5 separate regions of the Mus musculus genome follow, and regions 2, 3, 4 and 5 are each linked to region 1. Evidence: chromatin contacts called from public Hi-C, HiChIP or PLAC-seq and promoter capture Hi-C data. All regions are on one chromosome and are shown on one strand. Each heading gives the region's core, a stretch centred on a gene start, on an enhancer-like site or on the middle of the called end of the contact. The rest is flanking DNA. Distances are from core to core; before and after follow the strand shown.

What was found. Promoter capture Hi-C pulls out the DNA fragments that hold promoters and counts their contacts. Hi-C and Micro-C count contacts between places; a contact is called where the count stands out from the background. HiChIP or PLAC-seq counts read pairs in DNA pulled down with a chosen protein or histone mark.
Region 2: a contact with region 1 is called in an H3K4me3 HiChIP or PLAC-seq map of embryonic limb bud, with 2.9 times the contacts expected there. The contact joins the enhancer-like site here to the promoter of Wnt5a in region 1. A contact is called at or near these places in 5 of 39 promoter capture datasets (the 3T3-L1 cell line, maxillary cranial neural crest, pre-B cells and 2 more), 1 of 484 Hi-C or Micro-C datasets (embryonic fibroblasts), 5 of 115 datasets of contacts at active chromatin or transcription factors (craniofacial prominence, embryonic hindbrain, embryonic limb bud and 2 more) and 1 of 9 other capture datasets (embryonic stem cells).
Region 3: a Hi-C map of the N1E-115 cell line shows a contact between it and region 1, with 13 times the contacts expected there. The contact joins the enhancer-like site here to the promoter of Wnt5a in region 1. A contact is called at or near these places in 11 of 39 promoter capture datasets (the 3T3-L1 cell line, 3T3-L1-derived adipocytes, embryonic stem cells and 5 more), 1 of 15 datasets of contacts at CTCF or cohesin (the NIH/3T3 cell line), 3 of 484 Hi-C or Micro-C datasets (the N1E-115 cell line, embryonic fibroblasts and nephron progenitors), 11 of 115 datasets of contacts at active chromatin or transcription factors (craniofacial prominence, embryonic forebrain, embryonic limb bud and 8 more) and 3 of 9 other capture datasets (adipose tissue, embryonic stem cells and embryonic trunk).
Region 4: a contact with region 1 is called in a promoter capture Hi-C map of liver, with 2.3 times the contacts expected there. The contact joins the enhancer-like site here to the promoter of Wnt5a in region 1. A contact is called at or near these places in 7 of 39 promoter capture datasets (the 3T3-L1 cell line, 3T3-L1-derived adipocytes, frontonasal cranial neural crest and 3 more), 1 of 484 Hi-C or Micro-C datasets (cerebral cortex) and 2 of 115 datasets of contacts at active chromatin or transcription factors (craniofacial prominence and embryonic limb bud).
Region 5: an H3K4me3 HiChIP or PLAC-seq map of embryonic limb bud shows a contact between it and region 1, with 4 times the contacts expected there. The contact joins the enhancer-like site here to the promoter of Wnt5a in region 1. A contact is called at or near these places in 7 of 39 promoter capture datasets (3T3-L1-derived adipocytes, embryonic stem cells, frontonasal cranial neural crest and 4 more), 1 of 484 Hi-C or Micro-C datasets (embryonic limb bud), 7 of 115 datasets of contacts at active chromatin or transcription factors (cardiomyocytes, craniofacial prominence, embryonic limb bud and 3 more) and 3 of 9 other capture datasets (embryonic stem cells, embryonic tail and pancreatic islet).

Annotation. Positions count from the first base shown.
Region 1 is chr14:28,502,472-28,508,006 of GRCm38.p6, forward strand. It overlaps Wnt5a (wingless-type MMTV integration site family, member 5A), which reads left to right and starts at 3,002. Exons shown (of 5, transcript NM_009524.4): 1 at 3,002-3,643. The coding sequence starts at 3,638.
Region 2 is chr14:28,824,023-28,829,557 of GRCm38.p6, forward strand. No RefSeq gene overlaps it. Among named protein-coding and RNA genes, the nearest start is that of Gm35217, 28 kb to the left of the region's middle. Within about 2 kb of position 3,004, at least 3 of the 459 cell types and tissues checked have an H3K27ac peak or open chromatin away from gene starts, as enhancers often do. A contact at or near this core is called in embryonic limb bud, where this site is marked.
Region 3 is chr14:28,202,839-28,208,373 of GRCm38.p6, forward strand. The region is part of intron 16 of Erc2 (ELKS/RAB6-interacting/CAST family member 2); the gene reads left to right. Among named protein-coding and RNA genes, the nearest start is that of Gm52097, 180 kb to the right of the region's middle. Within about 2 kb of position 3,328, at least 1 of the 459 cell types and tissues checked has an H3K27ac peak or open chromatin away from gene starts, as enhancers often do. A contact at or near this core is called in the N1E-115 cell line, where this site is marked.
Region 4 is chr14:28,775,230-28,780,764 of GRCm38.p6, forward strand. Gm35217 (a long non-coding RNA gene) reads right to left here. Exons shown (of 4, transcript XR_383318.1): 3 at 2,648-2,839; 4 at 2,145-2,329. Among named protein-coding and RNA genes, the nearest start is that of Gm35217, 20 kb to the right of the region's middle. Within about 2 kb of position 2,487, at least 5 of the 459 cell types and tissues checked have an H3K27ac peak or open chromatin away from gene starts, as enhancers often do. A contact at or near this core is called in liver, where this site is marked.
Region 5 is chr14:28,238,415-28,243,949 of GRCm38.p6, forward strand. The region is part of intron 16 of Erc2 (ELKS/RAB6-interacting/CAST family member 2); the gene reads left to right. Among named protein-coding and RNA genes, the nearest start is that of Gm52097, 140 kb to the right of the region's middle. Within about 2 kb of position 2,432, at least 5 of the 459 cell types and tissues checked have an H3K27ac peak or open chromatin away from gene starts, as enhancers often do. A contact at or near this core is called in embryonic limb bud, where this site is marked.

The DNA of each region.
Region 1 (5,535 bases), core at 1,752-4,251:
TGTTGTAAAAGCCATTCTCTTCCACTCTAAGTGCCCTCCAGATACCCTGTCAACTTTCTGTTTGGTTGTGTGTGTGTGTTTCAGAAAATACGGAGTGCAGAGGGGTCTTGTGAACATCTACAAAGTAGCAGGGGAGGAACTGGGACTCCAGGCTCCATCTTCCACTAGAGGATCAAGGAATGAATCCTTGAGGCTGGGTCTAACCCAAAAAGGCAACTGTAGAGAAGCAAGCAATTCTTCAGGTAACTCAGGCAACAGCTGAGTAAAATAAAGGAAATGCTCAGTGCTTTTGCTTTGACTGTTAAGTGGAAGGGATTTTGTCCTCTGTCCTGTTCATTTATGTGGCCTGCCTCTGGAATCCAGGGCACTTGGGAGCCAGGTGGCTTCTCTGTCCTTTGTGGGGCTCTATTCACAGCTACTCCCAGCTTGTTTTCAACAGCCACTGGTGAGTTGTATCCTGGAGATGTGCTAGCCCAGGGCAGAGCTGGGATGCCTGCCTGGGGACACCTGGGCTGGGGGTGGAGGGCAATGGGAATTTCTTTGCAGCTGCAGCTACAGAGCTGAATAGCTGGAAAGGAAGCAAAGAGAGGAGAGAGAGCCTGGAAGCTATTCTCCTGATTTAAAAACAAAACAAAACAAAACAAACAAAAACAACAACAACAAAAACAAAAAACAAAACAAAACAAAAAACCCACCTCACTTTTCCCCCTCAAGTGCGCAGATCTAAAGCTACATGAAAAATTGTGAAATGCCTGAGATTGATAAGGGATGTAAGCCTAGAGAGGACTGGAGGGAAAGTGGCCCAAGGTTTTGAGTACCTCTGGCTTTCCTAGAGACTACAAGCATCCTTAGCAAAGGAAGTCCAGTGGGGATGGCCTGAATCCATCCATCTGTCCCAGTTTACACTTCCAGCAAAAACACCAGGGGTGCAGTGATGGGAGGCTGTCAGTCAGTGGGGACACATGTGGCTGGGTCAGTGGAGGAACAGTCACATCCATGGAGCTGAACTTGTGGCTTATGCATGCTCTAGGGCGCGCTGCTGGGCATGGGGTAAGGCACAGGGTAGCAAACACAAACTGTCAAAGGCAAGCCAGTGGATGAAGACAACTGACTCTGGTGAGTGAGTGGAGTGTGTGTGTGTGTGTGTGTTTAATATGTGTGTGGTATGTGTGTGTGTGGTATGGTACATGTGTGGTGTTGTGTGTGTGTAGTGTGTATGTGGTATGTGTACATGTATGTGTGTAGGGTGTATGTGGTATGTAGGGGGTGGGGAGTGGCAGTGTGTGTTTGTAGTGTGTGTAGTGGTGTGTGTGTGTGTGTCTGTGTGTGTCTGTGTGTGTGTTTACCTTCTACCCTTGAACGTTGGAAGATGGGAAAGATGGAGAAAAGAATTGCACTAACCCATGAGACATTGTTTGAGCATGCCACCTGTGGCATACCGGAGGATAGGGTGGTGCTTATCCATCCACTCTATCCAATCGAAGTCCTAACAATTTCAGCTATCTAGAGGTGTCTAGAAGTTCTGGAGTCTGGATCCCCGGTTCACCTAAACTTCACAGTCTTCTCACCCTGAGAGCCACCACCTAGATCCATATCGGCAGCATGACCTCTACTCTTGCCTGGCCACGTTGGGGTGAGGAACAGTCCTGTCTAGCAAACCTCTGACACCAGGGACTTTGCAAGATGCACGAGCCCACTCTACCCTCCAAGCCCGGGCTTTAAGCCCAGGGCGCAAGGAGACATCCCAACCCAACCAGGATCCATGTCAGTGAGGTCCTTTCTGTAGAGGTGCCAGTAAATGCAGTTGGGGACAGTTGAGCCAAGGGGTCCGGATCGGAAAGTTGAGGTTCAGACCCCCAAACGGGTCGACGGCTTTGGAAGAAGCTGAGCCGATCAGGAGGCAGGCAGGCAACAGCAGTGAAATGAACCTCGTTATACAGATGCCTGGGGGATGGGGAGCCTTGAGGAGGGGGCCCAAGGGGGAGCGTACCCCGCCTCCAGGCACCCTGTCCCGTAGTACAGCTTTAAAATCCTGAGAAGTTTGTCATAGGACAGCCTCATCACGCATGCGCATAGGCAAAGTTGACTTTTTTTTTCTCTCCCCCCCCCACCCCCCTTTGCCTCTCCAGCCGTGTTTGGTTCTGCAACTTTAAAAATATTTTTTTTTCGCTGAGAACACCAAGGGAAAGAGGAGTCTGGAGAGAGGGAGGGCGAAAGTGAGGGAGCTGGTCAGGAGGGCCGGGGGTGGGGGGCACGCGGTCCCCTCGCTGGGCCAGTCAGTCTGTGGGGCACCGCATCGCTTGGAAAGTTGCTGCAGGCTCCGAGGCACCGCCTCCGCCGTCCGGAGTCCGGATTGTGCGGCCGCTGCATTGCCATCTCCTTCCGCGGCCTCCGCCGGGCCCCACGACCGCCCCTCGGACCCCGGCCGCGACCGAGGAGGTGGGCAGCCTCGGCCGCCATGGACCTCTGGAGTTGAGTCGCCACCGCGGAGCTCTGCGCCCTCCGTCCTCTCGCTCTGTTCTCTCTGGAAAGGCGGGGGGGTGGAAAGAAGAAGGTTAACCCGAAGAAAGGAAGAAAGAAAGAAGGGGACCAGAAGGGGGAAGCCAACGTTCCCCCACAGGCTAGCTGTCCATCAACCGCTCAAGCCACCAAGCGGCAGAAAGTTCAGGGCTGCCTTGAACCCATTTTCTTTGCGCCTGGTTTTTGCCAGACTCTAAAATGAAAGGACAAAATTTGGCGCTGACTCTTGCAGCTCTGATGGCGACTTGTGCGATTTCAGCGGCATCTCCCGGAGAAAAAACCATGCGTGCCTGATTGTTCTGTGGTCCCATAGCCGCCGCCGCTGCTGCTGCTCTGTGTGTGTGTGTGTGTGTCTGTGTGTGTGTGTGAGCGCGTGTCTCTGTGTCTGCGTGTGTGTGCGTTTGTGTGTGTGTATGTGTGTGTGTTTGGGTGTGTGTCTGTGTGTACACAGAGGTTCACTAGCTAACTCAGCTGCAGGAGCAGTCCCTGGAAGCAGACGTTTCGGCCACAGACCCAGAGAGGAGGAGCTGACAATCAGGAGGCGTGAGCCGCCTGGAGTCTGCAGAATTCGTGGTGTGAATGAACTGGGGGCATCTTGGGCACAGGGATTGCCCCCCCTCCTTCCCCGCCTCGGGCCACAGTTGAGTAGTGGGGCATTTTTTTTCACCTTCTTGTGAAGAATTTTTTTTATTATTTGTTGTAAAGTCTTTTGCACAATCACGCCCACATTTGGGGTTGGAAAGCCCTAATTACCGCCGTCGCTGATGGACGTTAGAGAGGGAGCGCCTCGCCGCGGAACAGTCGCCTGCGCGCCCTCGTCGGACCCGCGGCTCCTGCACTGTGTCCCCGCTCGGCCCTGCGCTTGCTGCTCGCCCGCGCGCGCCGGCGCCCTCTCGGTTCCTGGGCACATTTCCACGCTATACCAACTCCTCTGCCCGAGTCCGGGCGCCAGTGCTCGCTTCCGCTCCGGGTCGCTGCGCCCACCCGACGCGCCCAGGAGGACTCCGCAGCCCTGCTTTGGATTGTCCCCCAAGGCTTAACCCCGACGCTTCGCTTGAATTCCTCGGCCGCCTTCGCTCGGGTGGCGACTTCCTCTCCGTGCCCCCTCCCCCTCGCCATGAAGGTAAGTGTTCTGTGCGCACGGACGCTCCCTACTTTTTCCCCCCCTTTTCAAAGTTAACTGAACTCTTTCAATCTATCCCTATCCTCTCCATTTCTCTAACTGCCTGGAGAAAGCTAAACTCCAATATCGCCGGCAGGGACTCCTATCTTTTCGTCCCTTACCCTGGGGACACTGCCTCTGCGTCCTTGGAGACTTTTTGCACCGGCTATTCTTCAAACCTTTTCAACTATGGAGAAGAGCGAGGGCAGGAAAGACAGTTCGGGTCACAGGCGGCGCGCCTTTTTACCTCGAGAACTGGAGTGTAGTTTTACTACGTGTATTTCAGTGACTGGATAATGATTCGATTCATCAAGTATATATCAAACGCTCATTTCACCGGCACGCGGAGATTGTGTGGCTGAAGCTCTGAGGCCGGATGAGGACTGTGTTAGGAGAAACGGCTGCGAGACTAAGGAAACTAGGGGCCACCTACCCTAGAGCAACGCACACCCCACCCCCAACCTCCGATCAGGGCCCAGTTCCCGGCTCTCCAGGTCGAGTAACCCGAGCGTTCCCGGCCCCTGTGCCTTTAAGAGTGCCTGGCGGGGGGCCAGAGCGCACCCCGCGCGGGGAGCAGGGTCGCGTTATTAGCTTTATTAGCGGCCTCTGGGTGAGCTCAGGTCCTTTACTGCAGCATTGGGGGCGGGGAGTAGTGGTCCTAGTGGCTTTAATCCTGCCCCCTGAGCGGAGTCAACCTAGTGCTTTGGAGACTCTAGGGCCTCTGCGTTTCGAGATCGGGCGGGGGTTAGTTTGTGAACTCGTGTTTGTTTTAATTGTCAGTTGTATGTTAAAGCCGAGTCACACACTCTGAGGGTCACCGAGAGTTCACTTTTACAAAAAAGTTAACGTTTCGTCTTGAAATATAACTAGCAATTTTCCAAACAACTTTTCCTTCGGTTATCCTCCACGCCTCGATAACAATTTCCATTTATACTTCATACCTCTCATTTCCAGCTTTCTAGTAGGGAGTAAGGTGAAGATCGGTACGAAGCTGTTTCCTAAAAGCAAACAACGTTCTTTCTTCAAAGAAAGGGTTTTAAACCCCGGTGCTTCTAAGGCCCTGTTTTACCCTCTATGCCCTGTCCGAGCCACAGCTCCGTGGTCTCACTTTAAATGAACAATTCGCTCCTGGGAAATAACTTGGGTCGGGTGATGAGGTCGTACCTCCTCAGCATCTGCTGTCTTGACGATATTAGCACACCTAGCCAGATTTAATTTCAAGACATTTTCCATCAGGCGAGGCTTTGCGGGGGGGGGGGGGATTTGGAGGAGACAATGTTGTAAGTACCCAGCAATTGAGGAATGGCGGAAAGTAGGGTATGAGAGGACGCGTTGGGACCCTTGCTTTGCTTTGGGGACTTGGGGAGCTGGAGATCAGTTTTTGACAAGCTGGCTTTAGTCTTGGCGGTTCGGCCCTAGATCCTCCAAAGGAGGTCCAGCCCAAGACCCTGGTCTTCCCTTCCAAAGCGCTCCTGTGCACAAGGGGCGCGCTACGTGCCGGCAAAACTCTTGAGCTTTAACGCGGCCTTTCTAACCGGCCGCGCGGTGCCGGCTGCCCCCTGTTGGCCATCTGGAAATAAGGCCTCTCTGAGTCCCAGTCCTTCAACTTTGCACCCCTGGAGACAACTCAGCCCCACTCTTCCCACCAAGACCCTTCTAAGGTCTCCGCCAGGGGACAATCTGTGTTACCCCGAGCTTCAAATAGAAAAGAGCCATAGGTGTAACCCAGCAATGAGGCCTTGGGCAATTTGGACTAAGGATTTCGACCCTTCTGGTCACTGGTGAGGGAGTGTCACAGTACAAGGCCTCGGGTGTGGCCCTGGTTGTCTCACCAATTCTTTCTGTGGTCCTGG
Region 2 (5,535 bases), core at 1,754-4,253, 320 kb after region 1:
AATGAAGATATTGCCAAAACTCAGTGTGTCCCTGTTCTGTGTAGGAGAAGCAAGGTGCCTTTAGGGACAGGTGCTGGAGCCACCTATGTTAACTAAAGTTAACTACAGAGGGTGAGAGGTGAAGTCTCCCAGGAGTCCTATGGGGAATGTGCCCCTTCTTCACTCCTAATTTAGAGCCATCAATACCGTTAGCTTTGCGGCTGTTCAGGTACATAGTTATGCTACAGACAAAACTCTGGGGTAGACACTTTCAGACAGCCCACCTTCTCCTCTTCACCTCAATTTCTCAAGTTCTTTTCTGAGCCACCCACCTTACTGCAGTGAACTCCTACTAGACTCCTTGTGAGACTAGAATCTTCAGTATGATCTCTTAAAGCTTCTTAGTGAACTCACTACCAGATCTGGAAACAAGATTCCTATCATAACACATCCTCCTAGGTGGGTATCAAAGGTAAACTCATATACCATGTGATAGATGACTCCCTGCTCAAGTCAGCCTACCCTTCAGCCATGTCATTATTGGTCCACCAGGAATTGTGTGGCCTTCATCTGGAGCATACCTTCAAGTATGTGCTGAGATCCTGTGAATTTTCTTAATGTCCCTCTAGCTGAAGATAGAACTGTGGTTTTGGTAGATCCCTATTGACATATATAGTATCACCCACAAACTTAGCATTTCCAGACAACTCACAGTGTGGGTCAGAAATCCAGTCATGATTTAACTAACTCCTCTGCCTTGGATCTTATGGTCTCACCCCAGGCCTGACCGGAGAGGAATATCTGTCATCTCATTTGGGTTGCTTAACAAAATTTAGTTTCTTGCAACCACAAGACTGAGAACTTCCATTTCCTGATAGTTATCAACCACAGGCCAGCCTCAGTTGTTCAGTTCATACTCTCCCAATATCACCATCTGCCTTCACAAAGCAAGCAAGGAAGAGACAGACCACAGCAATACAGGTGCTACAGCCTTACCTATTGGAGTCATCATATATATCTTGTTCTTTTTACCATGTTCTATTCATTAAAACCGAGTACTGGATCCTGACCATATTCAAGGCCGGAGCAGCTATAGATAAAGATCATGAGTGCTCCTTTTCAAGTCTCTCTGCCACAGCAGTAGGTTCCAATTTAAGTTTCTACTCCACCAGAAGAGAGTCCATTTTCTCTTAGCCTTGGCAGGTTATGTGTGTTGTGAGACTCACACAATAGCCAGTCATCTGTAATTCAGGTACATCCCATACCAAACAGATTCATCCAATGTCACTCAGGCAGCCAGCTAGTCTGAGGTGGTTCCTTTCAAGAAGAGAAGAAAATTAGCTATTGAGTGACCATTATCCACCATGTGGAAATGGGACAGAGGGAAGAACTACATCTCACTGCAGAAAACCAGTGCAGATTAGACATAGGACAAATACTCACTTGGATTTCCAATGACTATTCAGTCTCTTGTGGAACCCAGTAAATTTTGAGCTGAAGTGTGTTCAAGTTTGCGCCTATAACTTGTCAGTGTGTAGAAAATCTGATACTTGAGAGTCTAAAAGAAGCCCAATTAGCTCCTTTGTCATACCCTTTCCACTCTGCATCCATCTGATTAAATAGCCAGTCACTTCAAAAATACATATGTATCTCCCATGCTGCACTGCATGAGGGGATATAGCAAAGATCAAGATCCAGGGGTGCCTTACACCCCAAGTCATGGTCTATGGCCATTCTAGGTGTGTGGGCAGAATAACAGGGGTTGGTACTGAGGAACACAGAGAAAACCTAGGTATCTAGTACATGGAAAACTCTTTCCTGAAAGAAATGACCAACTGAGGTCCACCGTACTTACAGGTACTAAGCAACTAAGTATGTGGGGAGTCGATGCTGGCTGCTATGTGGGTGACAAGCACAAAGGGAATTAGTGGGTCTGACTAGGCCAGGGGCAGGCCCATGATCATTCTGGGAGTCAAAGAATGGGTTTCATGCATTGCCCTTTCATAGGTCCATCATGGCTACTTTCTTGATGCCAGGGACTGTAATTTTTATTATAAACAAAACACCTGCCTTAGTATTTACAGAACATACATACATACATACATACATACATACATACATACAGGGTACACATTTCATTTATTCATTTATGTAAATTAAAAGCCATGTTTTTCAGTGTGCACATCTATGGTTTCTGACTGGGTAGGGAGCTGTGTAGTTGTTCCCTCCACCAGAGTATAGAAGGCTTCACTTTTCAAATTTCCCCATTCTAAAAAGATGGCTCAGTGGGTAAGAGTGTTTGCTGTAGAAGTGTGAGGACCTGAGTTCAGATCCTAGCTCCCATGTTAAAAAATAATAAAGCAAGGTAGGCATAGCTGTGCACATGTGCCTGTGTCCCTGCTGTAGGGGCAGAGGCAGGAGGATCACTGGGGATTGCCGGACTCTTTGGATTCAGCAAGAGACACTCTTTCAAGTACTAAGGCACAGTACTAGAACAGGATATCCAGCCTCTTCCTCTAGCCTCCCAAGTGCACAGGCATTCATCCCCACATGCTGCTCCCCCCACCCCAACACACATACTCCTGTACATACTACTTACAATAACAACAATACGATATTTACTTATGATGCTGTCTAGTAATCATTTGCTATCTCTAGTCTCTCCTTGACTAGTTCAGATCTAGAGCTTCATTTACTCTCCAGACCCACCTACAGGATACAAGCAGTGTTGTCTCTGCCAAGGAGGCAGCCAGGGACAGATGCATTTTGCCTCCTTCATTCCCTGCCTTTATCCTGGAATCTCCCAAGTTTCTTGACCTATAATCCTAAAGGGTCCATTCTCTGGACACCATGTAGAATGTTGCAATTTATTCAGGTCACGTGGAGGAAAAGATCTAGTCTGCTTGAAAATCTGCTGTTCTCAAGCCTGAAGCTCTGCTTCGAAAGGGTTTAAGAGGAGAGAGGGCACTAGCTGTCAGCTTGCCTTTCATGGTCTTCTGCTGTGGGGCTAAAAGCATGCACTTCATAGAGCCAATAAAATGCACCTTGGGCCCCAGAAATGTTAGGACAGCTGGCTTCCAGACCCTCCCACCCTGACATCTTTTTCATGAAGTATCCATTAATTCTTTTTAATCATCTCTTGATTTTTACCAAGGTCATTATTTCTGCAGGCACTTCACTGATAAATGGTGGGATGTTTTTATGTTGTCTTTTTCCTGTGGTGTGGTGTAACTTTCTTTGTCATCAATACATACGTCAAAGCAGGCTAACCAGACGATTTCCCCAGCCGGAGCATATGGTTGGGTCATGCAAACAACCATCGTAAATCTTCCTCGACAGTGGCCAGAAATGATACCATGACCTGGTCCCCATGGAATCCAGATTTATGAAGATCTAAATGTGAGACCTGAGTGTTAGGCACATGGGTTTTTTAAAATGTGCCACGTGAATGCATCTGCCTCTTTCTGTGGATACTTGCCTCCACATGTGGCAAGTGAATGAAAAATATGTGCAGAGGTATTTGAAAAATCCTTGAGGTGCCTCAATAAGCTTCCCTAGCTCCCCATGCAGGGTAAACACCCAATAAATATTCACTGAGTGAGCGAGTGAGTGGATGGATGAATGAAGTGGAGCTTCGGAGAGCTATAAAGTCATCTCATTTTTCTAGAAAGGAGCTCACTGCTTGGAGGACACAGTCCATTTGCCTTCCCTACATCCCTTCCTTTCTCTGCTTCTGAATGCATACCCAATGTAGTCAGGAAAGCACTAGAGCCTGGGAGGGGGTGGTAAATCTTATTTAGTTCAATAAGAACATGGACATTTTTCAAGGAGACTTATTGGCCTGAGGGGGAGGCATGTGACTCCTTTTGACCCAATCAGAGTGAAGGGGCAGGGTCTCAGTTTATGCAAAAACATGCCATTTTTTGTTTCCTTGTATGCAAATAGGCAAGAAGCCATTGATAGCACTTGGTACACAGCAGCCCTTACTGTGTGATGCTGTGCTGAGCACTTCTTTTTTTTTTATTTTTTTTAGTAGGTATTTTCCTCATTTACATTTCCAATGCTATCCCAAAAGTCCCCCATACCACCCCCCCCACCCCCCTACCCACCCACTCCCACTTCCTGGCCCTGGCGTTCCCCTGTACTGAGGCATATAAAGTTTGCACAACCAATGGGCCTCTCTTTCCACTGATGGCCGACTAGGCCATCTTCTGATACATATGCAGCTAGAGTCAAGAGCTCCGGGGTACTGGTTAGTTCATAATGTTGTTCCACCTATAGGGTTGCAGATCCCTTTAGCTCCTTGGGTACTTTCTCTAGCTCCTCCTTTGGGGGCCCTGTGATCCATCCAATAGCTGACTGTGAACATCTACTTATGTGTTTGCTAGGCCCCGGCATAGCCTCACAAGAGACAGCTATATCAGGGTCCTTTCAGCAAAATCTTGCTTGTGTATGCAATGGTGTCAGCGTTTGGGGGCTGATTATGGGATGGATCCCAGGATGTGCCAGTCTCTAGATGGTCCATCCTTTTGTCTCAGCTCCAAACTTTGTCTCTGTAACTCCATGGGTGTTTTGTTCCCAATTCTAAGAAGGGGCAAAGTATCCACACTTTGGTCTTCGTTCTTCTTGAGTTTCATGTGTTTCGCAAACGGTATCTTATATCTTGGGTATTCTAGGTTTCTGGGCTAATATCCACTTATCAGTGAGTACATATCATGTGAGTTCTTTTGTGATTGGGTTACCTCACTCAGGATGATGCCCTCCAGGTCCATCCATTTGCCTAGAAATTTCATAAATTCATTCTTTTTAATAGCTGAGTAGTACTCCATTGTGTAAATGTACCACATTTTCTGTATCCATTCCTCTGTTGAGGGACATCTGGGTTCTTTCCAGCTTCTGGCTATTATAAATTAGGCTGCTATGAACATTGTGGAGCATACGTCCTTCTTACCAGTTAGAACATCTTCTGGATATATGCCTAGGAGAGGTATTGCAGGATCCTCCGGTAGTACTATGTCCAATTTTCTGAGGAACCACCAGACTGATTTCCAGAGTGGTTGTACAAGCTTGCAATCCCACCAACAATGAAGGAGTGTTCCTCTTTCTCCACATCCTTGCCAGCATCTGCTGTCACCTGAATTTTTGATCTTAGCCATTCTGACTGGTGTGAGGTGGAATCTCAGGGTTGTTTTGATTTGCATTTCCCTGATGATTAAGGATGCTGAGCACTTCTTTTGGAGGTCTAGGTACCAAACACAGCAGGAAAGAGTTTACCCTTGGTGGCATAGTTCAACTCCCAGACCAGATTCTCCTCTTGTTGGCAAGTGAGCTTTCTAAAATGAGTCACCTGAAAGTGGGTGGGTCTGTGTATTTCTTCTGAAAACAGAAATCTGTGCAAGTTTGAACTACAGAGAAGAAAGCTTAGAGAGTAAGGAGGTGAGGCTTTGTCGTGTGTGTGTGTGTGTGTGTGTGTGTGTGTGTGTGTGTGTGTGTGTGAGTGTGTGTGTGTGTGTGTGTGCGTGAGTGTGTGTGTGTGTGTGTGTGTGTGTGTGTGTG
Region 3 (5,535 bases), core at 2,078-4,577, 300 kb before region 1:
ATATTGGACTGAACAAACACATAAGTTTTTAATTGAGAATAATAGCTTAACAAACCACTTCCCAGGACCATTTAAAGAAAAATATGTGCCCAAGGCAGTTCTGGCACCAAGAGATGTTTATTTGAAGACATTTACTTCAAACCATAGAACTTATTGCCCAGTAGAGAAGGACCATTAAAAATAATATGAGGAGAGGAAGGGAAAGGGAGAGAAAGACAAAGGGATAGATAGAAAAGTTTCAGATGACAATGATGGCAGCTTTAAGCATAAATACTCTGATTCTTCCAAAAGCTGGTCCCTTTCCATATGTCCAAGTGGATATACAGACATTTATAGACTTGAGGATACATCAACTTAAAAATGCTTCACATGAGAGAATATTAATCCTATATTCCTCAGAACTTTTTGTTGAAATATATATATGTATATATATATACACATACAGAGAGAGAGAAAGAGAGAGAGAGTATTTTACACACTAGGGGGCTGTCCTAAATGCATTGACTGGCTTGTGATGATCACACAGTCCTCTGACTTTGGTGGTCTCCATAGCTCTAAATGAATAGCACTAAGTCCCCTTGCTAGCTGCCAGCCATGGCCTATCCATCTAAGCCAGAGGTCAGCCTCCTTTTCCTCTGGAAGAAAAAAAGGTGATTGGAGCATTACATTATTTATTTTACAGATATCTTGTTTGTATAATCACATTTGGTCAGTAAAAACAACTGGTCAATATTTGATCCTGAGATAATTTAATGTTGGTACTGCTCATTTCAACATCAAAATGAAAGGAACTGCTCTGGATTGTTAGGTCTCTTTAGCCTGCTTTAGTCTGGTGATGGCAAAGGTCCTACACCATATTTTTTCCTATGTAGCTGGGATCAGGCTGACTTAACTGTGAGTACCAGGCTCTGAGTGTGAAGCTTGTTTCACAGACTGTGTATTTCACCAAAGTCATTGTAATGAACTGAAACATTCAGGTTTTAGTCTTCTTCCAGGGCAGCTGTAGATGGTCTTGGCAGTTCTGCCAAAGAAAAGAGAATTCTACTCGACAGTCTAATCATGCAGACCTTAAATCTTAGTAACGATCCCCCAGAAGTCTGGTGCCCTATGAAAGAGGCGGTGACAAGCAATCAGATGGCTGGCTCAAAGGGTCAGTATAGGAGGCCAAGTCTAAGATGTTATCCAGTTAGAGAACTGGAAGGCAGCTATCCTGACTTAGCTGGGCCTGGTGTGTCCCCATTGGCTGGGAGTGTGCCACTAATAATACAGAACTGGGAAAAAGTACAAAGGCGGTGCTGCTGAGGAGACTGACACTCACTGAGGGCTGCCACAGTCTAGGAAGAGTCCAAGGCTCTTGATACAGATCCACCTTTGGGTACTTGTGCATGTGGGGATTAATTTTACAGCACACTTTTGGCAGGACACATTTGAATCACAGAACCACTAGTAAATAGAGTACGTAAACTTAATAAAATAGGAGGACACGAAAGTTTGTTCCAGGACCCAGAAATGCCTCAGCAGACGTTTGGAGATGCTTGTTTTGTTTTGTTTTTGTTTTGTTTTGCTTTGTTTTTTTTCTCCTCTAGGTATATAAAATTTGATTCAAAGCTATTTATAACATAAATCTCACATTTGCCAGCTGAATTGCTTTCTAGAATGAAGCAGTCAAGGAAGGATTTGGTGAGCTAAGGACTGTCCATTCCTTGTGTGAGCACAGAAGGGTATCCAAGCATGCTCTAGCACAGGTTAGAGCTGAGAGAATGCAGAAGACTGCTTATAACGCTCCTGCAAAGATCAAGGCATTGGATCCTCAACAGTGTGCATACTGAATGTGAAAACCTGTAAAGACAGGAAATGTTTCCAGCAGAGCATAAGCCTGTGGGTCCAACCTCAGCCCTTCCTGACTCTGGGCAGCTGATCTGAACTCACAGCTTCACTATGGGCAAAATGGGAAGTAACGTTAGTGAGAGTGAATGTGGACTTTGTGAAGAATGCTTTGTCCAGAGCTAAGAAATAGTATAGAGAGGCCATCGGGTGGCAGTGGAAACCCTTCTGTCTTGCATACCTCCCCTTTGAGAAGAGTGGAAATATTCTGAGGAACCTCGCCATATTCTTAAGGGAAGTGACCCCAGAAAATGTCTCAAATCCATTCCAGCTTGTATAGAGAGTTCTTCCTGGCCAGCTTTGCCTGCCCATGGTGACGTCATATGTCATGACTCCTGTGTGGGTTTACCTGGAGCACTGTTTTCAGACTCAATCATGGCATAGAACAATCCATTCTTTCTATGACAACCTATTTGTTTTGCGATCGCAGTCGTTTTTCTGAGGACATGTAGGGCACGAATTCTCTCAAAACAATGGGAATGATGTAGGAACGAGGTCTCATCTAATGGGTAGCTAGGCCCCTGCAAAGCAACTGGTTCCAACTAAAGGTCACTTGCATCCTTGAAATATTCCCTAGGTACTGTGTACTAGGTCTCACTCTTGTTCTGAGAGTTAACACCAACATCATTTGTAAGTAAGAATGTTTTGTGTCTGCAATGTGACTTTAACTTGATAAGCACAGAATGGATAAAGTCATGCACAGTGGTGTAGGGAGAGGCTACATACAGGCACACTGGAGAGATTGCCTATATTCACAAAGCTACATCACTAGTAAATTCCAATGCCCAGCAGCTGTGGGAAAAGATGAGCTTCTCTAGTAGATACAGCCATGTGTAGAAGCAGACTTCAGTGAGGGGAGATGTCGTGGGGAAACTACATCTATTACATCTACTATTTACATGGAAAGCCCCTCCCATCAGATACATGGGAAGAATTCCCCCAATGGGGATATACTGTTGGGAAAGCTAAACATTACCCACTTTCTGTAAGCCACTGTCTACATGCATAGCAGCCCAAGGGGTCAGATTTTAGTTTCTAGACTTTTGAGCGTTTGTTTTATCAGGTGTGTTCCTCTTCTACAAGAGGCTGCAAGGCAGAGGGGGATTTAGAATGCCTGGGAGCACTGTGGCTTACTGTCCCTGGCCGATGAAGAGCTGGTGGACGAGAATCTAGTTTCAGACGCGATAACTAGGGCTGTGAGTGCCCAGGAAACCTGCCTCTGAACATGCTTTATGCGGACCACTTCCATTTGTTTCCCATATCAGTCTTCAGACTTAACAGTTTGGGCTGGACTGTTTCCTGTATTGGGGTCAGCTGCATCTCGGAGAGCTCTGCACCAGTGCTCTGGTGCTGACATGACGCGTTATCACAAGTATAGAAGCTTAATACTTGGATTTGCTATCTGCACGCCAGATGAATTCAAGCTGAGCTGCATGGTCCACTCAGGGGTTCGCAGGGGCAGGGTCTGTGGTTCTTACCTCAGGTGTGGCCACTTCCTCCAAGCTCATGGTTTTGGAAGAATCAATTGCCTTCTCTTGATTTTCTCATGGGCTCCCCATCTTGAAGACATCCAGGCAGGCAGAGTTGTTATCTTTCAAATCTCTGTAGCCTTTGTCCCTGCAGAATATTTGTGGCTTTCTTTTCAGCTTTTAAGTGGTTGCGTGAGTCACTGGGGGTCTACCAGAATAAACCCATGCGATCTGCTCATTTTAAAGTCATTCTACCAATGATATTAATTACACAGGCAAGGTCTCATTTGCCAGACATGCTCTGATGCAACACCAGGCAACAGAGCCATGCATCCAGGAGCCTACTTCCTCTAAGAGAACACATGCCCAAACATATTTCTCCTAAGGGGACATTTTGCCATAGTTTAACCCTACATGGAGCTGAAACTACTTGTTAGATTCTTGTTTGTTCATGTGCCCACTGGTTCAACAAATAATATTTCAACAGATAGCATAGGTAATTAATATGTGGTATGCCTGTTTTCATTATTCAAAGCATCTGTCTTTGAATTGCTCATACAGTAATGGTAGAAGCAGGCTTAACAAGGACTGCCCTGAGTGATGGACTTAGAAGTTGCTGAAGTAAGGGTCTAGAGTACTATGGAGTCAAGGGAGACTTTTAACCAGCATGCTCCAGGTAGAAAAAACTAATTGGTGAGAAACGTGTAGCCAGTCTAAGAAACCAGCGGCAGGATTGTCTTCTCAGCAAATACCCAACCATGTCAAATGGTTTTTCTGTCTTTCTTGGGACCCATTAGTTTTAGCCTATTCTCTTAAGTTCGGGAGTCTGAGTGGGAAGGTGGTGTCTTGAACACACTATGTAGGACATAGAGAAAATTGGCCAGAACCATTATCCAGCTTATGTACAGATTTTTAAATAAGGAGCCTACACTCCCCATCCCACTGTTTCTGATAGCATGGCATCTGCCATGTAACTCCCTAAAAAACAAAAGAACAACTATCAGCCAAAGTTTCTTTTTTATCTTAGTTTTTCATGCCTGAGCTATGAATTTCAAAGGTATTTTTTTTATCCAGGCCCTACTAGTGTAGGTCTGAATTGAGAGGGAAGAGTATAAAATATGACATAGACTTCAAAATTTAAGAGTAATGTGAATTGATACATGGTGTGGCATAAACCCTTCAGTGTGCACAATGGGAAATCTTGCTTTGATCCCAGATCATATGTAGGTTCTCTGCCAATTTCAAACTTAAATTGTCTTGGTTTTTCACTTACAAAATGAGAATATTCTTATGCTGCTAGCTTGGTTTATGCTAACTGGGTTGCCTTGATGCACGTTTAATGACCCCAAAGCATCTCATTGCTTCTTAAGACACTTGAGTTCCTACACAGGGAGCTAGATGAGGATACCTGATGTGTACTCTCCTTGTTGTTGATAATTTCGTTTCATCTGCAGTTTACTGATGTAGATAGCCTTGTGAAGATGTCCATAAATGCTTTCATCTTCTTTTCCAAATTTTGTATCTTAGCCCATCCCCGGAGTCCTTTTTTCCCCTTGGCCTTGTAGATCCTTTTCCTGCCTCCCACATGCTTTGAAGTGGGCTTTGTAGCATTCACAGTAGCCAACAGGGTTACATGAGAAGACTTGGAGAAGCATGTGCTGCCCAAGGCGAGGAGAGCTCTTGACTAACCCAGCATGTGTAACTTTGATGGAGGGGCTCACATTAATAGGAGAAATAATTTTGAAGGAATGATAAAAATTCGGTGTTTCTATTAAGGTCGGCTCTTTGAAGATGTTGTGGCAAGCCTTTTATTTTCTTTCATGTAACTATTTACACATGCTGAGTATTTCTCTGTTCCACAGTTTGGGGTCTTGTAAAGAACAGTGGCAGAGCAGAGCATAAGCCATTGGCACTGATGGCTGACCAACTGGTCACCTGTATTCTGTCACAGTAGGGTCAGTATCCAAAGAGCCTTCCTAGGCAAAGCTTCTGGAAAGCTGCTCAAATCTAAGTTTGTAAGACAGTGCAGAATACTAGAAAGATCTTGGAGACAAGAATTGAGTTACCTTGTGCTTTAATAAGCCTTGTTCTTATCTGCCTGGTAGAACTTTCTGTGGTGAAGGATTTTCTGACTAGGTTCACTGGGGTAGTGGTCAATTGATCTGTGTAATTCTTGAGAGCT
Region 4 (5,535 bases), core at 1,237-3,736, 270 kb after region 1:
TGTGTGTGTGTGTGTGATACTTCACACAGGAAAGATGAACATTTGTAGTTCTTTTTACCTGATGCTGGCTCTGTTTCCATTAGTGTACTGCTAACCCCATTCCCCAAGGGCAATGCTATTAGGTAATGAGCAGTAAGTTTACTGAGGGTTGAATAAATAAAGAAAGGTATCCAGAGGAACTATTCCAACATTTAAATACAAATTGAAACAATCTATTCCTTTTTTTAACCTGCAGACCACAGTCAAATATTTTTTTTTTAGTGACTTGTAACAAAATCATTTTAAATACACATGTCTTTGTGCAAAATCTAAAGCTTTGTGGCCATATCACAGTGCAGGTTCATTCCCTGGACTTTAAGCATGAGCTCAGAATATTAGAACACACACAAACCTCTGCCTTGCCCACTATTAGAAAATTTAAATCCTAGGTTAAGACCTGGTCTCAAGTTAAGTACAGATTTCAGTGGGATTTGGAAAAAGCCTTTAAATAGATTTTTATTGGTTTTTAAGAACAGGGTTATTTTGTGTTAATAATGGGCATACATTAGGCTTTAGATAATTGCTTTATGTAACTTGGAGTTTTGGCTTTCAGCTAAATAAACACGCTCTGTGTTCACAGGTGTATTGTCCTCAAGGGCACTCTGCTTTTAAAGGTGGCAGCTGTGGCCAAGGTGTTGCTGATACAGTTCTGTGTATAATTTATTGGAAACAGGTGCTGGCTCATGATGAAGATAGACAGGAAACTAAAGCAGACAACATGTTTAACCACCATTTTAAAAAGCCCAGGTTCAGGGAGACAATGTGTCTGAGATGTTTGGGGGATGTTGCCAGCATCCCAGCACAAGCTTGAAAGCTCCGGCAGACACCCCCATAAGGAAGATATTGTACATGAATTTCAAACAGCCTGGCCTAATGAGTGCCTGATGCTACACAGCCAGATTTAATTGATTATATGAAAAAGTTTTAGTTTGTGTAAGGCTAGCAAAAAAAAAAAATCATAAAATACTTTCCTAAGCTAATTGTTAAAAATTACTTTCAAATGAGGTAATAACTGTTAGTTTTCAATGATCTGGACAGCGGATTAGGCTCTAATGCGCTTTCATTATTTTTGGAATATTTGCTCAGGGTGCTGGTTCTGTCTGTGGGTACGTCAGTGTATGGAAGAGCCAAGATTCACGTCCACAAGGTGCAGGCACAGGCTAGGGCGGCAGTGCAGGAGACAGACTCTAGAAGGCCAAGATCTGGATGCTTAGCCTTCCCTCTGGGTTCCATGTGCTTGTGAGATGGGGATGAGGGTTAGACATGGCTGTCATGTCTAGTGTTTTGTGGTACCAAGGAGGAGTGAAAATGAGTCAGCGGCACCATAGCCCCCATCCCAAGCCCTTACTCCCCAGAGAAAAGCAGGAGGATACATTAGCTCAGATTTTCGTGTGGCATTCCCCCCTGGCAACACATATTTGGTATTTCCCCAACTTCTTTTGAGTCTAATCAGTCCCCTATCGTAGAATGCACATGTGCAGTAAATATGCATACCAAATGCAGCCGAAAAAGTTGTTAAAAGTGCGTGCACAGTTTTTCAACCTCAAGAACCTAAATATCTTGGCCATTTGCATGCTTAAAAAATACCCAAAGGCATTAGACCACATTACGGACTATTGGCTTGCCAAAATTCATTTTTTGGGGGAGGGAGTGGGGGGAAATATTTAAGTTATAACACACGGGTGTAAGAGGGGAAAAAAGCAACTGAAACAACAAAATTTGGTTTAAAACAATTTACCTTGAGGCTTAGACACTGTGTGCCAGAAATGCTGACAAGCCTTTGTACCAACACCAAGGGGCATACACAGTTTAATATCTGCTTGATATCAAAAATCAGGGACAATTTAATGCTTGCATTAATTTGAAAGACTTTTGTGCAGTAGGTAGAAAGTTATCCATTCCCGTTCCTAATCTCTATCAGCCACCCTGTCCCCAGCTCCATGAGAAAGTGACTGACGGGGTTGCAAAATCCCAAACCTGCTGGGGGGCCTTGCAGAGGCTTTTATCGACCTCCCAGTAGCCCCCATCCTGGTTAGACATAGGAATTTGGTTTGCACGTTGCCTTGGAGCCGTCAACAGAGGTTTAGCATAGAAAAGCAAATAGCTGGTGTAAAAATAAACCTTTTATTTAAGAAAAAAACTTTATAAGGCCCCTTTATTTAGAGGGAGACTCACTCAAATAAATACGCCGTTAACAAACTTATATAATGAATAATAATATATACTGTAGCAAGTGATGAGATGGGATCCCACAAAGCAAGTGCTGAAATCCGATGATGGATTATCAAACCTATAGGATAAATAAACTCTGTCAATTAATAGCTTGTCTTAGGGATGCGTTTCTGTAGAAATACCCCACAAGGAAAAGTCCCAATCGCAGGAGTCCAGAGAGAGTAAATTCTGAATCGAGCAGAGCCAGGTTTCAACACAGTACTCTTTCCTGGGTAGGACTCAGCTTGGGGGTCACGGCATGATGAGTCCAGCTTACTGACAGAGAAATGTGCTTTCTCCATCCAAGCTAATGAATTATCCAGCCATTTGGGACCCACATGTCTAAGTATCAGAAGCAGCTATTTATAATTTATTTAAAAGGGAATTGAGAACCAACCTGGTTTTCTTGAATGTGCTTCTTGCCAACAAAGCCCTGAAAGCACCCATTCAGAGACGTGGTGCTCTCACGTGGTGTGCACGCCCATTCTTCTCCGAAGTCGATACGGCTAACCCAGTCAGAAGCTGCATATTGACTTTGGAAAGGAGTTGACTCCGTGCTTGTGACCAGCTGCCCTCTGATGTTGGAGCACTAGAGTTAGGAGAGAATAGCAACCAGTGGGAATTCCCAGATGGCCAACCGCATGCTGGCAACTTTTCCAGCATGTTGTTTTGCAGGGTCCTCATTTTGAAGCAATGGAAAAGTTGTCAGCCCAGGGTTCTGTGAATGCCGCTTTCTGAGTCTGTCTTTCCCTTGACCTTGAAAATGGGAAGCTCTCGCTGTTGCAAACGTGTGGATTAGAGCTGCATTATGGATATTTGGGAGACTAAACCTTGATACATGTTAGTCCATTGATCCACCCACCCATACTCATCCAGATTGGGTACCATCTGGTTAGACACTTCTTATAAAAACAACAACAAAAATACAACAACAAAACCCAACTTAGTTCTGCTGCCTACAAAGCTGCTGTGTGAAGGCATCTATTCTGTTTTTGATGCTTTTGCTGAAACAAGAAAGGACTCCCCTGGTCAGGCCTAGCCGATTCCCATTAACAAGCATCTCCTCTGAGGTATGAGAAGCCAGCTTGGCCTGCCTGCCTGCCTGCCTTGTTGGGTTCCCACACTTGGGCATTCTCCTCTCATTCGAAGTACCTCTGGGCCAGGTACTAGGTATCTAAAGGGTGAATGACTGCTACTTCCCAGAGCCTACTGAAATGAGGGATGCCAGCCCCTCCCAAACCTGCTGACCCTGATTATTCTGTTTCATATCTTCCTTCCAAAGAGAAAAAAAAAACAAAAAACAAAAAACAATAAAAGTTCCTGCCCACATTGTCCTCTCAGTCTGTCTGCCTCCTGACTGATTGGTACTCTTCCATGTGGCCTCAGATGGCTTAGCATGGCCCTTCCTCTGGCAAAAAGCTACCACTTCTTTGCAATGACACTTCACTCCTGATATGCCAGTCTCGCCATCTTAACAATATCAAAACCTACATTTAAGACTAGGTAGAGTATGGGGCTGCCAAGATGGTTCAGTGGGTAAAGGCACCTGCCCCCAAGCCTGATGACATGGGTTTGATCCCTGGAACCTACACAGCAGAAGGAGACAATCAACCCACACAAGCCGTCCTCTGACCACACGGACCATGACACACATACATGCATGTGCCACATACAAAATAATGCAAGAAATAAGTGTTGCTTGTTTAAATAAGGGGAATAAATATACATTTCTTCCCAATCTGAAAGCCTCTGAATAGAATGAAATTAGCCTTGTGATTGGAAATTGGAGATCCATGCTGGCCGTTAAATAACTAACAAAGTAGCCTAACCAAATCTTTCAGTCTTGCTAATTTTAACTTGGATCACCTGGACATTCTCCATCTCTTGATTCTGGGAAAAGTCACACAGATTACTGTATATGAGACACCTCATTGTGTGCCAGAAAAAGGGTTGGATTCATTCTTTTCCTTTAAGCATCTCGCCGTTCCTCACTTGAGTTTTATTTTTCAATTTTTTATTAGATATTTTCTTCATTTCCATTTCAAATGCTATCCCGAAAGTACCCTATACCCTCCCCCCTGCTTTGCTCCCCTACCCACAAACTCCCACTTCTTGGCATTCCCCTATATTGAGACATATAAAGTTTGCAAGACCAAAGGGCATCTCTTCCTAATGATGGCCGACTAGGCCATCTTCTGCTACATATGCAGCTAGAGACACGAGCTCTGGGGGTAATGGTTGGTTTATATTGTTGTTCCACCTATAGGGTTGCAGACTCCTTCAGCTCCTTGGGTACTTTCTCTAGCTCCTTCATTGGGGACCCTGTGTTCCATCCAATAGCTGACTGTGAGCATCCACTTCTGTATTTGCCAGGCACTGCCACTCTTTCAGCGTACAATCCTGAGCCAGCAGAGACAACAGGGAAGGCCATTTCTAAGCTGTCTGAGTACTAAGGTAAAGGGTCATTATAGGGGACAAAGTAAGTAAGGTTAGATTTTGGGGGTGATTACTACTCAATAGCTACATGGTAAAATAGATTGAAGCCTTTACTTAATGGGTGATTTGAAGGTGAATTTAGTTGCTTGCCCAATGCAAAGGGGCAAGGAGAGGGGAAAGGCATGGCAGGTTCCTCAGATGACTCATGTTTGGTCCTGGTGTCAGACAGTCAATCTGGAGCCGCCATCTTGAAGTTGGCAAAAGGCTATGTCTAAGATCAATCCTCTTTTGGAGAACAAGATTTGTTTGTTTGTTTGTTTGTTTGTTTTCTAACCAATTATTATTTATTTATATTCCCATCATTGCCCCCTGCCCAGTTCCTCATTCCATTCCTCTTCTCCTTTGCCTCTGAGAGGGTGCTCCCGGACCACTAGGCCTCCCTGTTCCCTGGACCCTTAATCTCTCAAAAATTAAGTGCATCTTCTCCCACTAAGGCCTGACCAGGCAGACTTCCGCTGTATTTGTGCCAGGGGCCTCAGACTGGCCCATGTATGCTCCTGGTTGGTGGCTCGGTCTCTGGAAGCTCCCTGGAGTCTGGGTAAATTGAGACTGCTGGTCTTCCTATGGGGTCACCCTCCCATTCAGTTTCTTCAATCCTTCCCCTTATTCAGCCATAGGGGTAAGAATGAGTTATTCTGTCTTAACCAGGCTACACTTGCCCTAGGCATGGCAAACCTCTCACCTAAATCTCAAGCAAGAAATAAGGTTTGGTTTTTTTTTTTTGAAAGAACTTCATAACAATTTTATCACTGTAAATGAGATTTTTTCCAAATATTACCAAAACCAATG
Region 5 (5,535 bases), core at 1,182-3,681, 260 kb before region 1:
GGAAATGTACTGTAAATCAAAGTCTAGTCTGCTCCAGAACATCACATCTTCAAGTTGTAAATTAACCCACGTAAATCCAGGTTTCTGGGTAATGAACAACATTTCCAGCCACAGGGAAGGCTGCGGTAGATAAGCCCAGGGTAGACTCAAAGCTGTACTGTGCCTTCCTTCCCTGGTCTGGGTGGGTGCCGGCGTGTCCACTTCTGTTGCTAGACTGACCTTCTAGAGATGGCCGGGCCAGGTGTGCCCTGGGTGTGGCTGGGGTATGGCTTGATGAGCACTCTGAGATTTGCTTTTCCTACTATGGTTGCATCTGTTTCCTATTCTGGCTGGGAATAGCTGTTCCCAACAGGGTGTGGCCTGAGAACCTGGTTTGTGTGACTTTTAGAAGCTACACTCAAGTCCCATGTTTGTCATGCTAATCAGAGATCCTTTTTGATGTCTTGACTTGTTGATATCTTATACAAACTGGGGACCAAGTGCCCTTGTCCAAGAGGAGAAATCACTTTTCTTTCTGAAATGCTGTATTGTTGCTTTAATTTTTGTTAACTGCTCTTGGGGAAAGGCGAGGAAGAAGAAAAGAGAAACATTTGTCTTGTAAACAAAAGGTTCAAGAAAAGATGGAGGCAAGGATGTCCTGGATGTTTCCACTGCTTCCTAAGTCTTCTCCATCCAAATGGAGTCACATTCACAGAAAGACTGCACTTGGTACTAAAACTAATACTAGCTCTGTCTACCGTGTTAATAATAATAATGTGTATGTGTGTTGGGTGTGTCTGGCACTGTGCTATTTTTATGTATGTGTTCTCCCAATTTCTCCTTATTAATGGAAGAGCTACTACCTAGACAAAAGGACAGTCCCCGGTTAAAGAAGTCTGGGTGAAGAGCCCAGGTCACTAGCTCTACCTCCTAAGCTTGGGAGAATTTTGGAGGCAGTGAAGACTCCATCTGTCTGTCTCTTTTGGCAATAACTGTACTCATTTCTTTTCCCTCCATCTGGGATGCAGGTACCTGCATCTGATGTTTCTGGGCCTGAAAGAACAGCACAAATGAAAGCCCAGTTTAGCTAGCTTGTGTGCCTGTGGTAATTGGAGTTCACCTGGAAAACTATTAGCTTTAGAACACACGTTCTGAGGAGATGATAACTAAAAGATTCTGCCATATGCAGACCCTCAGGCAGGGTCCCCTCTGGCCCAGCTTCAAGGTGAAACTAGTCTATGTCTTACCTCCATGGACCAGGGCAAAGGCTACTACCAGACTGCTTCTGCTGTCCCCCTTATCCCTGCTGCCCAGGATCACCTGCCCGCTCTTCCCTAACCAGAGGTGGATCATCTAGGTTACCTTGGTTCTCGTTCCCCTGGACTCTGGTCTGCCCCAGCTCATACAGAGACCAGGAAGGGAAAGAGTCTTCCCATTGGACATATTTGGTCAGGCCTGGTTAGGGCAGACTTAGTGTGTTCTCTCTGTCCAGGTCTCTCCTTCCTCAATTATCCAATCTCCTTCATCACTCGTTCCCTCTCTCCCTCTCTCCCCCTCTCCCCCTCTCCCCCTCTCCCCCTCTCCCCCTCTCCCCCTCTCTCCCTCTCTCCCTCTCTCCCTCTCTCCCTCTCTCCCTCTCTCCCTCTCTCCCTCTCTCTTCTCTCTCCTCTCTCTCTCTCTCCACCCATTATTCCTTTTACCATTAGTCAGTGGGGGAAGGAGGAAATTGTAAATTAAAGACAGAGATCCCATGACAGTGGGCAGTTTAGAAGCTGAGTGGGGAGACTGGCAGCTGGGGAACACGTGGGGCCCTTTCAGAGAAAGCAGAATTTTGCTTTACCAGGCTCTTGGCTGTCCTAAAACGTCCAGTGAAGAAAACAATGTGTTCTCTAGCTGTACTTGAGAATAAAATCCCTGTTGGGGTAAGCATTGACCTAAAACAAATTTAATGAGGCAAGAACTGAAATGGACCTGTGTTTTATGTCCCTAAACTGGCAACATGTGTCATTCTCCTAACTCTGTCCAAACAAATACTAGTAATTAGTCAGTATTAATGAAGGGCTTGCTTTTTAAATGGGAAGTAAAGGAAGCTCGCTGAAAAGGCAGATTATGTTCCCCTGGTTCACCAGGGATGAAGAAAGCTGCCTGTCAACCACTGGGCCAGACTGTACCCATTACCTGGTAGCAGCCACCCATGCTTAGGGCCAAAGATCTGAAGAGAGCCCCCACTACCTCAAAAGGAAGCCTTGCATCTTAGAGTCACACCTGTAGAGTAAGCACAACTCTCTCTCTCTCTCTCTCTCTCTCTCTCTCTCTCTCACACACACACACACACACACACACACACACACACACACACACACACTCCTCTCCCTCTTCCCCCTGCCCACAAACCGAGGCAGTAGCACTGTAACTCAGTGAGCAGAGCCTAGAGGATAGATAGTGTAGGGTTACAGGAAAGCCAAGAGACCAGGGACTGCAGTATTATGAAACTGTTGAAAGACCATGGGGTCGAGGAGTCTCTGGGTGGTTTTGCTCTCTTTCAGGCCACAGCTCTGGGAAGATATTTTTCCCTAGGTGCCTGAATGTATGGTCTGTGGGACTCTTACTACAAGAACTTAGGTTGACAGTACCTCTCCATGAAATCCTATGGATTTCTTTGCCAACCAGGCTGATTCTTGAACTACTGTAGACTCTGAGGTTGTGTCCTCTTGTCTCTTTCCTCAGAGTAAGGACCCTACCTCATCAGGCCTTCTGGAGTCTGAATATAACATACTGAAAGTATGGGTTAAATGAGGGTCTCAAAAGGCAGTGGAGGTTAATTACTATTCTCAGCTTTGGCAATACAACCAGAAGGATGTTTGTGTCTTTTTTTTTAAGATTATGATTATGGACTTCTAGTTAGAATAATTTGGGCATCAGGCAGGGGTAGCAGCCCAGATTTGGAGGGAGGGGACTGAAATGACAAGAATCTCAAATTGGATAAGAATATACACAAAGGCCACTTTCTTTCCTCTGTAATCTTTGTTCCTTACAGTACATCCCTGGTGTTCAGTGAACCAAAACACAAACTTAAAGTTTTCCCTTGTGTGCACACAATGATCCCAGGATATTTTTAACCCAAATCACCTTTCCTGGGAGCACCTGCCAACAATTTGGTTTATTTTATCACCACCATTATTATTATTGAACCAGAACCTCCCAACCACCTTCTGTGTCTGTGGCATAGGTGTTGCTTTGGGGTCTTCTTTACGCTTAGTACTGTTCTAAATTTAGAATATATTAAAGAAAACTAACACTGTTGGCTGGTGTCTAGATGGGGTGGGGTATGAACATGCCAGGTAAGGGAAATATTAGACTGGCATTAATGAAATTGTCACTTGCAGAAAATGAAGCTGGGTGGTGGCGATGCATGTCTTTAATCCCAGCATCAGGCATATCCCTGTGAGTTCAAGGCCAGCCTGGTCCACAGCATGAGTTCCAGGATAGCCAGGCCTATACAGAGAGACCCAGCTGTTGCTGGCTTATGACACTCTTGGTTTCACTAGCACGTCTGGTTAAAGCACTCCTGAAAGGATACTAGATTTATTTTCTTGGCAGTTGAACCATTCAATAGAAGCTGGGGGCAGAAGGATGGGTGACTGTGAGCAGTGATAGGTGTCTGTCATGTGAGATCATGTCTCTTTTTCCTCACTGTTGCAAGGTTCCTGCAGCCAGGATAGCAAGGGCAAGTTGAGCCAGCTGCCTTACTGTTGCCTCTGGAGTCTATGACAGCCTTTCAATCCACGCTCTGCAGACATAGTAGCAATGAAGCCATGTGCTAGTGGCTTGGAATCTGTACTCCTGGACTGACCATCACAGTTACCCTTTCATTGGGTCTGGATACTGTCCCCTCTCTATGCATCCATCTTGCATGTTCTAGCCTTTCAAGGGGAAAGGTGTCCCTTTTCATACTAGTTGGTAGCCCTGAAATAATAAGCCACTCTGAGCCTGGCACTGAGTGGGTCTGTGGGAGTCTGGGCTTTCTGCCCTTCTGGCTGCCTGGGCTGTAGATCCACAGGGTCTGCTTACTGTTCTGGGGTCCCAGCTATGTCCAGAGCTTGGAGCTCCTGAATAGATTCATTCCCCCCACCATGGAAGTAGTCCAACCCTTTTAAAATCCTGCCCCTCACCACCTCATTCCATGGGAGGGATGGATACTGTTGGTTTTTTGTTTTCTTCCTGAGATTGATAAGGGCAAGGCAGACTTGGGGTCTCGTTATCAAAATGCACTTAAGCTGCACTCACATGAGCAGACACTAATTAGAGATGCTGGACATAAAGACAAAAGATCCTCTGGACTTCAGTCTAGTCCACAGACTCTGCCCTTAGACAGTCCCGCAATGTTGGGTATTCATTTAGTGTGTCTTCAGGAGGTAACCTCCCCAGTGACAGCTGTTCCCTCAACCTTGAGGAAGAACTTTAAGTAACAGCCCACTCCCTGATGCTGACTTCCTGCTATCCAGAATGCCTCTGCCAGTGTGCCTTGTCTGAAAATGTCCGGTCTGAGTCATACACAGAAAACCATCACAATAGCTGCATGTTCTGTGTCAGCAGGGAGAATACAATGGCTCCCTTAGACTCTGGGAAAGATTGATTGCTGCACTTATCTCTAGATTAAATACGAATTTCAGGACCCTTTAGGATCAGCCCTTGTAGAACCATTACACCAGTTTGAACAAGAACCAATAGCTGGAGATGGATGGGCAACTTAATCTGGCAAGAAAAGTGTATTTCAGATAATTCCTGGGTCTTAAGAAGGAAAAAAAGGTCTCTTTTTTTTTTTCAAGTTGGTAATGTGGGTGATTTTGAGTGTTTTGCATAATTTGATTTATGAGGAAACTGTAGTCAATGAATATGCCCCTGGTCTGAAATCTCTAGTGTAGGAATTCTAGCTTCATTCAGAAAAAAAGGAAAGATGATTGAGCTCGGGGTGGGGGGAGAGCAGGGGTGAATAGATCATGACACACTTTTCTGACCCAGAGGAAACTTGGGAACACAGTAACATACTGACAACTGCTAAGACTATCCTCAGTTGGATGAAAACTGATTTTCTAGAAATTACTTTAATCGGCCATTCTTAAAATTGACAAAGTTTGGCATGGAGTTGAAGGGCTGTAGAATCTGGCAGCTGCCTCTAACACTGTATGTGCCAAAGGCGGGGGTGGGGATAGACCCCACCAAAATTGGGCCTTCCTGGCACATGTTCCATTGCTTGAAGCCACATTTAGCTCTGCACAGTGTAGATGCAGACTCCTCATTGAAGAGCTGAGAAAGAATGCCCCTTGCTCTATTCTTAGCTTCTCGATGCCAGTTGGTGCGTGGGTAAATCCTTGAGCAGATATTTGATCAGGTACATGTAAGGATTCAGTCCAATCATTGCCAACATCTGCATGCACAATAGATTTTTTAAAAAATCAGGAAATTTTACTAGTTTAGAATTTGTTAGAGTCAATGAGAGCACATTATAGCAGATATGGCTGAAGTCCATTCTAAAAAGGAGGGAATGTCCAGTGC